Linked DNA regions of Zea mays: region 1 is linked to region 2. Evidence: chromatin contacts called from public Hi-C data. All regions are on one chromosome and are shown on one strand. Each heading gives the region's core, a stretch centred on a gene start, on an enhancer-like site or on the middle of the called end of the contact. The rest is flanking DNA. Distances are from core to core; before and after follow the strand shown. Region 1 holds the start of LOC100284042. Region 2 holds the start of LOC103647392 (mitogen-activated protein kinase kinase kinase NPK1).

Region 1 (4,808 bases), core at 2,037-4,536, 250 kb before region 2:
GTTTCAGCAGAAAGCCAACGGAAAAGACGAGCATCATAACTATACCATCATGCAGCCCTTTGATCATAATGTAGAACACACGACATAGATTTATCATGTGAAAAAATCCAGAGATAGCATACTCCATGATGAGTTATTTGGAACCATGATATCGCCAACACCGGGCTTCTGAAAATTAGTATCCCGAACAGAGCAATTGGAATTGTAGTATTATAATCCGTTGAACTTCGGAATTGTAGTATCTGAGTCAGTTTTAGCCCAGTAATCCTTATTGTTATGGCAGTCCGTTTCTTGCAACGGATCCACGGGCGCAAAATCTCCAGAGCGCGAGAGTTTAGGTGGTCGAATATGTCTTCCACCACCTCTCTTGAAGTGCTAGTACATTTACCATCCGTGTTGCAACGCGGTGCCAGATGCTCGAGCTTGTGCATCCTCTGAAGCTGCATCTTCTCGGCATCCTTCTTAGAGATTCTGTCGACATTATCCACGCCTAGTGTTCTCGTGTTCTCCAGACCCTGGAGCTCCAAGACGGCTTTACTATTTTTTCCGTTGCAATATACCTTGGCAATGCTTCGATCTTAGTCAGTAATCTAAGGTCGCTGGGCATCCTCTAAAGCGATGAGCATTCGAGCACATTTAGCTCTTTCAGATTTCTCATGGTGCACATTTAGCTCTTTCAGTACCGCACGCCGCCCTGCAGGAGCTTCAGGTGGTCGAGGTCACGGAGGCAGTCGGCGACCGCGCCCACGGACTGGAGGAGGTCGGCGCGGGCACGGAGCGCCTGGATGTAGGCAGGGTCCAGAGCCAGCGAGCGGTTGCAGTCCGCGATGGCGTCGGCCGGACGGCTACCGGCCTGGAACGCGGCGGCGAACGGGTGCGGCAGCACGCCGCGCCGCGCCTCCAGGATCTTGGTGAAATGGCGCACGGCCTCGGCAGGGAGGCCGGCGTCCAGCGCCGCCATGGCAGCCGCGCGGCGCCGGAGCAGGAGCTTCACGTGCGCCAGGAGCTGAGACACGGCCTCCGACTTGGATGTTTTGCCGGACGGGACGGAGGGAGCCGCGGCAGCGGTGGCGGACGACGACGAGAAGCTGTCGCTCCTGCACGGCCGTCGGCTCGGACGTCCACACGTCGAGCGCCGCCGCCGCTCCTGCACGGTCGTGGAGAACTCTCGCGCTCTGGAGATTTTGCGCTCGTGGATCCGTTGCAAGAAACGAACTGTCGTAACAATAAGGATTACTGGGCTAAAACCGACTCAGATACTACAATTCCGAAGTTCAACGGATTATAATACTACAATTCCAATTGCTCTGTTCGGGATACTAATTTTCAGAAGCCCGGTGTTGGCGATATCACGGTTCCAAATAACTCCTCCATGATGTCCAAATGTTCTCTTAAGCAATCATATTCTTTTTTTTAGGCAATAGCAATCATATTCATGTAGATGAAACATCTTAAAAGCTGCTTTGTATATAGAAAAAGAATGAAATGTCAGATCATGCAAATCCTAGAAACAATGGTTTGCACCATCTGTTTTAAATTCTAATCCAATTCTATATTAATTTCATAGTATTCCAGGGGAATTGCATGTACCACAATCAGGTCCATATAACTAGATAGCTGCTTGTCAAGCAAGAAAAGCCAATGTGCAACAGGTATACTAAAACAGACAAATGCTACAAAAAATTGCAGAAAACCAGTCCTTTCTTTGATGATATGTGTTTAAATAGCCCTTGAAAATATATATATATATATATATATATATATATATATATATATATATATATAAAGACTGTGTAAGCAATACTAGTCAGTATTGAATACCATATATATCTTGTATAAGGACCAAGCAAACACAGGAGCATAAGGCTCAAGAAACCTCATGCTCATCCATCAATGTTTAGTCTTAATCCTGACCAAAGTAGATACTCCAGATGTTTAATGCTTTGCCCCTCAGTCACAAGGAAACTAAATAAACGCAAGATAAACTAGTTAGTTCATTCCGCATGACAAAGTAGACATAGAGCCAGAGAGCAGAAAAATACAACATCTCCACAAAAGGCGGAACATATAACCACCACATATGCACCATTTCAAGACATGCATTGTTGAGAGAGGGGGATGTGGAGCTATTTCACAGTGATTTACAAAATATATCCCTTTCAAAGCATGCATTATTGGGAGAAAATGTGAAATTTTTACAGGATTTTACCAGTCCTTGCAGCCTTCACACTGCACCATGAGGTCGTCTGGGTTGTACGGCATCTCACACTTGCAATACCTTCACATACAAACGATGCCATAAGACAAGCAATCCCACATTACATCAGAAGCAAAGAGACAATACGAACTAATGAGCACCACATGACAAAAAGAAAAGGCTAAAGAAAAGGAAGAGCTCGTTACACGGCGACACGGTCGGGGGTGAATGCACCGGTGGCGGCCTTGTAGTCAAATCGGCAGTAGAAGTCCTCCGGGCCGACGTTGTCGAGCTTGGTGTAGCTCTTGAAGGAGTGAACGATGCACTTGCCCTCAATGGTGTGCGCGCTCTGCGTGTCCAAGTGGTCGGAGAGGAAGAGCTCCTTGGAGCCGTGGAACGGGCGGCGGCCGCCCTTGGCCTCCTCCGGGCGGTAGTACCAGCGCACCCTCACCCGCACGCCGCCGCGCCCGTCCGACTCCATCCGCTCCACCCGCGCCACGTACGGCGGCTTGTCCGTGTCCGCCGGCCGCATCAGCACGCAGTCCCCCACTTCACGGTTCACGCACAGCAGCCAGAGCCGTCAAAGCTCAAACCTTAGACCAGAGCACGCGACGGCGTCGACCAAGAGCACGGCCGGGCAAGGGCTTACCTCGGACCACCTTGTTGGTGCCCTTGATGGTGTAGGCGTCGACGTCCCGCTTCCCTTGCTTTGTCTTCGCCATGGCGTAGAGGCTGGATTGCGAGCGAACCCTAGCAGTGCGAGTGTGCAGCAAGAGGGGGGGCTGGGGGATGGCCGCGGTTGTCCGTTCCGACGGAGCAGCTGCAGGGAGACTGAGGGAGGGGGCTAGGGGTAATTTGGTAGTTTCTACGCGATTAGAGTGACGGGGCGTTTGAATCCAAGTGGCGAGCGGCTGCTCTCTGCCGTCCGATGGAGGCTGCTGCTGGTTTGGACGGCGAACTTGATGGCTTCGCTTTGCCTTGCCGTTGACACCACAGAGGGCTAGAATGTTCGGTGCCTCCTGCGTGGGCTGTGAGAGCGAACCCATGAAGATACTTTTTTAATCTCTTGGTCGTTATCTTCGAGAATTTGATTGATGGGTGTTGGGTGGCATCCTTTTTCTGCGCCGAAATGTCGGTGAATAGTTTTGGCTGCTCGCGGCAGCTTTTAAGCTGCGGCGACTGCAGCAGGTTGCCGTATTCTCTTCCAATACTCTAAAATTTAAGGTTTATTCGAAAATAACTGTCATTTTAATTTTATCTCTTAACAAAACATAGAGATGCATTCATAGTCGAGATTGTCAAAATAAAAATATCCCCTCCATCCTAAAACAAGTATTCATCTTGTATTTCGAGGAATTAAAGAAATTTAACTTTAACCAAGTATAGATAAAAAAATACTAATACTTGTGGTATTAGATTACTCGCATCATATATTTTTATAGTACATTCTATTTTTATAACATTCCTAATCCTTTCTTTACGTCAAGCATTTCACTTGAGCAAGTATATTCAAGTATTTACTTTACTAGATTTTTCAATGCTAGTATAATATTGGAACTTGGGGTGCAAATCTTTGGTCAATAGATAAAATACACTTCTAGGCGCAAGGGGTAAAGTTGGGCTTGTTATTAGTTTTAATTTGTTATTAGTTTTAATTTGTGTAATTGTTGGGACAAAGGCGAACACGCCACCCTTCGCTCGACGACTTCGTCCCTGCCTTGCGCAGGCGAAGGCTGGATCCACAAAAACCCGCTAGGACAGGCCAAGGGCGCTACCGGATGAAGGCCGGTTCGACCCCCTTCGCTCTCACGTGACAAGACGAAGGCCCCGTCGAAGTCTACGGGACCTCCCACTCCCTCGCCACAGAGAGAGGCCTATGTGCGGTTCGGCCCACAGAGTTGGGCCCCGCATGGGCATGTGCGATTAGGGTCGTGTCTGTAATAAAGTTTATCGTAATGACTGTCTGTAACCTCCTCTCGTGGGAATATTTCGGGGATAAACCAGGTACTCGAGGGTCTAAAATGTCTTTGACAGGGACAAGTGGCCCCTCGAGTACCTATAAATACCCCTGTATTGTGCCCATGTACAGGGAGATGAACAAGGTTTTTGACATCTGTGTTAAGCTTTGCAAACTCTCTCCCTAAATTCCCGTTGGATCAACCTGTCGTGAAGGGCAGGTTCCAACAACAATAAAATTAAAAACGCAATTCACTCTCCCTCTCGGGCATCTTTGATCTATTTAGTTTGGATCTCAAAGGGGGAGTGAGAAGTCCCGTAGTTTGGGAATTGTAGAGACTCGCATTGGATCATGTCATTGTCAAGTGGGTTAGTAGAATTTATGGACCCAAATTTCCCTACCCATGTTAGGTAACTAGACTTAGTATCTTGCAAAGTTAGTTGGCATATAATTCCTTTCATTCCTATATTTGCATGTGCACGTTAAAATTATTGTTTACCATACACATGGTTGACCCTATTGAGGGGCAAGGGAGCAGTCGCCCTAGCCCCCGAAGATATTGGCCCCAGCCCCAAGTATCAAGTATGCACTAAGTATATCACATACCATATAACTTAGGTTGAGAAACAAATCGGTGTAGATCTAAGAAATAAA
Region 2 (4,323 bases), core at 772-3,271:
CACTTTCTAAGAAGAGGAAGTTTCGAACAAATACCATGTGCTCGTGTATGCCGAAGCAAAGAAGAACCATATAACACTTTCGAAGTTTAATCTACAAGTCAGAAGAAGGAAAGGACAACTTCACCCTTGGCATGTAAAATAGACTAAATGTATAGCCTTAAGGTCACAATTGTAATTTCACCAATGTTGTATATTGTGTCTATAAATAGATGAATAGTGCCAAGCATTGGGTGGGAATTTTTTAGTCGAGGCAGGCTTTACCTCTCTCCATACGAAGCTGTAATTTCCTTCTCCTTCTACCTTTGTAAATTCACGAAGGCTAAGGTACTTGAATAAACCCTTGTTTGATAATAAAAAATTAGAAACACACAATGATATAACTCCTTTTATGTTTAATCATGTGTTTTTCATCGTTCGATATCACTTCTTTCTCATTTCTTCCCATGAACCTTTGTTCTCAAGTTATTACTTCAGAGAAGTAAATAACAGGTGGACGAAGGTTCAAACTTTTTAACTTGTGTTGCCTTGTTTTTGTTGCCATGTAACAATTGAAAAAGTGACCAACAATAGTGAGACCTAGTGGGTCCATGCCGGATCGGTCGGTCCGCCTCAAAAAATTGAGCCTCAAGTCAAAATTTCTAATGCGAGGGAGACAACGATTGATTGTGATCGTTAGATGCCTTGAACACATGGTGCCCCTGTATTCTCTCCTTTTGGCTCATTTCACTTGTTTCAACTTTGGGGAAAAGCTCTCTCTCTCTCGCCCCACTCTCTCTCACTCTTTCTTAAATCTCAATTCTTTTCAGTGAGATTGGAGTAAGCTTCTCATTGGATTCAACTCCAGAAGTAAGACCCTTCTCTTGAGCATCTATGGCACTCATTGGTGATTTGATTTTCATTCTATTACTCTTGGGTTCTTGGAACCCTAGCCAACTAGGTGTTGCCCGATGATGCCCACGATTCATGCTTGTAAAAGGTGTGTACGAAGTTTGCATTATCCATTTGTTCTAGTGGAAATCTTAGCTAGATCTTTGTGGTTGCTTGGGAAAAATAAGGGTTGAAAGGGACTCTAACCTTTGTGCCCGCCTCAACAGCGGGGGCACAAACACAACTTTGTGGTGTGGATGAGTTAAATCGTGTCTTCATGTGCTTGCGACTTAATATTGCTAATTGTTGTAATGGAGAGATATAAATTGCTTGTGACGTACTATTGCAAACCCTATAACTATGGTTTATGTCACTTATATCACCAATTTAGGCGTGGTTGATGGTACTAACAACCACATAGTCGACTCTTGAGCCTTATGCTTGCCTTTCACTCTCGCAACCTGATCCATGATAGCTAAATCATGTGTCTTGGTCTTCTCCACCTAGCCATATAACACCATGACATGTCTCATATACAATGAGGTTATTTAAAGCATTAGTTGAGCATTTGCAACATAACCAAACCTCCTCTCCACCATAGCTTTAAGTGTTGCTCATATACAATAAGGTAGGACATGAGCTCTAAGATCAATTAAATCAAGTTGTCTTTACATAGGTACACTTAAAAATAAATATTTATCATCATCATCATGAATCTATAAAGATAATGCTTATATACTGTTGGAACTTGCTCTACAGGGCAAGATGATCCAACGCCCCAACATATACCTATAGACTGTCCCAAGAGGTTTGAGAGTGTAAGAAACTGTCGAGCCCTTTTTGGAGCAAGCCTTCCTACGTTTATTTCTATAAAATTAAACAGACCTGTATAAAATTTATATATAGTTTTGTGAAATTTCTACGTTCCAAATGAACCCTCAAATAAAAGTTTTGACACAAGGTTGAATCAATAATTTAAACAAAATTTTCTGTTGTACCTTGTGAATCTTCGTAGATTTAGATCAACTTATTAAAGTGTCAACTGTTTGATTACCTGGAAGGCTGGAACCTATTTCTGACGCGTTCACTCCCGATTAATCAATGTGTCCATACTCCATACACTTCGACGCTAAAAGCCGAACCGCTCTACCACTCCACTCTCGAATGCTCCCTCCTCGCTAACGGTCGCGAGGGGCATTCCCGTCCTTCTGCCGCCCCGCAAACCCCCGAAATTTCAAAACCCGACACTCGAAAGCGGGCGTCTCCATTTCCCACTCGCCCCCTCCTCGATTCGATCCAGCTGGACGCCGCTCCCCGACGACGAGGACGCCCGTGGAGCTCTAGAATCAAGCCATGCGACGGGACGACGCCGGCGGCGTAACCGGCTTCCACGACTTGTTTGACTCGGTGCGCCGCTCCATCTCCTTCCGGCCCGCCGCCGCAGCCCCGGAAGCCCCCGCGGGCCCATTCGTCGCGGGGGCTGGGGGGATCGGTGTGCGGATCAGCTCTTGCCTCCGGAAGTCGCGGGGGATGGGGCTGCTCGGTCTCATCACCAAAAACCCCTCGCCGCCGCGCCGCATGCTACCGCCGATGCCCGATGAGTCGGGCGGCGGCAGCGGAGGAGGTGGGGGCGACGACGCAGGCGGAGAGGAGAACCCGCCGATCCGGTGGCGGAAGGGGGAGCTCATCGGGGCCGGTGCGTTCGGGCAAGTCTACCTCGGGATGAACCTGGACTCGGGCGAGCTCCTCGCTGTCAAACAGGTGAGGGGGGTTCGACGCGCGGGATTATTGTTATTATTATGTCTTTACCGTTTAATGTTTTGGTGGCATTCGGACTAGTAACTTGTTCCTGTGACTCATTACAGGTTTTGATCGGCAGGAGCAACGCGACACGGGAGAAGGCCCAAGTGAGTAGCATTTTTATAAAAGAATTGCGCTATCAGGGAATTAGAGTCTTGATGCTTTTGTGAGTTTGTTTGACGCGATGTGCCTTTTGTGGCTAGGCTCATATTAAAGAGCTCGAAGAAGAAGTGAAACTGCTCAAGAACCTGTCTCACCCCAACATCGTTGTGAGTGGATGCAAAATTTTTGCTTTCACTAGGTAATTGCTAAGTTTTTTGACTTACTCTGTTTGGTCCGAAAAGAGGTATCTTGGGACTGTTCGTGAGGAAGACACGCTAAACATTTTGCTGGAATTTGTTCCTGGAGGGTCTATTCAGTCACTTTTGGGGAAGCTCGGTTCATTCCCGGAGCCTGTAAGTAATCATCAATCTGTGTGACTTGCAATCCTGGTGAGTTCATAGTGGAGAGTAACTTATCCATTATATCTGTTGATCAGGTCATTAAGAAATACACTAAGCAAATTTTGCAAGGATTGGAGTATCTGCATAGCAATGCAATAATACATAGAGATATAAAGGTATGCACGTTGAAGTCTTAATATATAATGCAGATATTTGGCCTTGTTTGTTCTGTTGCAATGCTTATTCTAATGAACTTGAAAATTTTGCCAAATTTCAGGGTGCAAACATTCTTGTTGATAATAAAGGGTGCATCAAACTTGCTGATTTTGGGGCATCTAAGCAAGTTGCAAAGTTGGTAAGATCAAAATAATACGCTTAGTGTGCCCTTAAGGTCAAGTGTAACTGATGGAAGTTAGCAAACTTGGGCAATAAGATTGGGTTAGTCAGAAGAGAAACTTAGAGCATTCCGTCTCATCAATAATGAAAGAGCAAGTTCCATGCAGGCTAGATTCAGGGAGTCATCTATTCTTTTTTCCTTTGGCAAATTAGTTGCAACTGAATACGGTAGAGATAAAAACATGTGCTAGGTGGTGAAAGACGAAGCAAACATGAAAAATTCTAGAATATTGTAGGACTAAAATCTAATCTGTAGGCCTGTACTGAAGCTTACAAAACAAAGTGCGGGTGCTCATAACTTCTATTCTTGTAGTGACAACGCTAAGACACAACAACAATAACAACAAAGCTTTATAATCTTATGTAAGTTGAAGTAGACTAGAGTTGAAACTCAATGAAAACCATGGCACATGGATATATGTTTTTCATGCACTTCTATTAAAGGCTAAATCTTTGGTTATATCGCATCTTTTTAAATCTCATGTTACTACCTCTTTTCATGTTAATTTTAGCCTTCCAATGTATCTCTTTCCATTGTTATCGCATCTTAGGATCTCACCGGTGCCACTAGAGGTATCCGTTGGACACATTCAAACCATCTCAATCGGTGTTAGATAAGCTTTTCTTCAATTGGTGCTACCCCTAGTCTATCACGTTTATCATCATTCTGGGGTCACAAATATAACACAAGATACATATTTTTGCAACACTTATTTGCTGAGCATGGCGTCTTTTTGTAGGCCAACATTTTACATCATACAACACAAACAAGTGTAATCAACGTCGTATAAAACTTGCCTTTTAACTTTTGTGGTAC

What was found. A called contact is a pair of places that touch in the nucleus more often than the background predicts.
Region 1: a contact with region 2 is called in a Hi-C map of ear, with 2.4 times the contacts expected there. The contact joins the promoter of LOC100284042 here to the promoter of LOC103647392 in region 2. A contact is called at or near these places in 4 of 25 Hi-C or Micro-C datasets (ear, endosperm, leaf and 1 more).

What each region holds. Positions count from the first base shown.
Region 1 is chr2:183,511,934-183,516,741 of Zm-B73-REFERENCE-NAM-5.0, reverse strand. It overlaps LOC100284042, which reads right to left and starts at 3,286. Exons shown (of 5, transcript NM_001156940.2): 1 at 2,847-3,286; 2 at 2,404-2,746; 3 at 2,210-2,278. The coding sequence starts at 2,919.
Region 2 is chr2:183,262,448-183,266,770 of Zm-B73-REFERENCE-NAM-5.0, reverse strand. It overlaps LOC103647392 (mitogen-activated protein kinase kinase kinase NPK1), which reads left to right and starts at 2,021. Exons shown (of 17, transcript XM_008671934.4): 1 at 2,021-2,628; 2 at 2,733-2,774; 3 at 2,871-2,936; 4 at 3,012-3,122; 5 at 3,206-3,286; 6 at 3,388-3,465. The coding sequence starts at 2,221.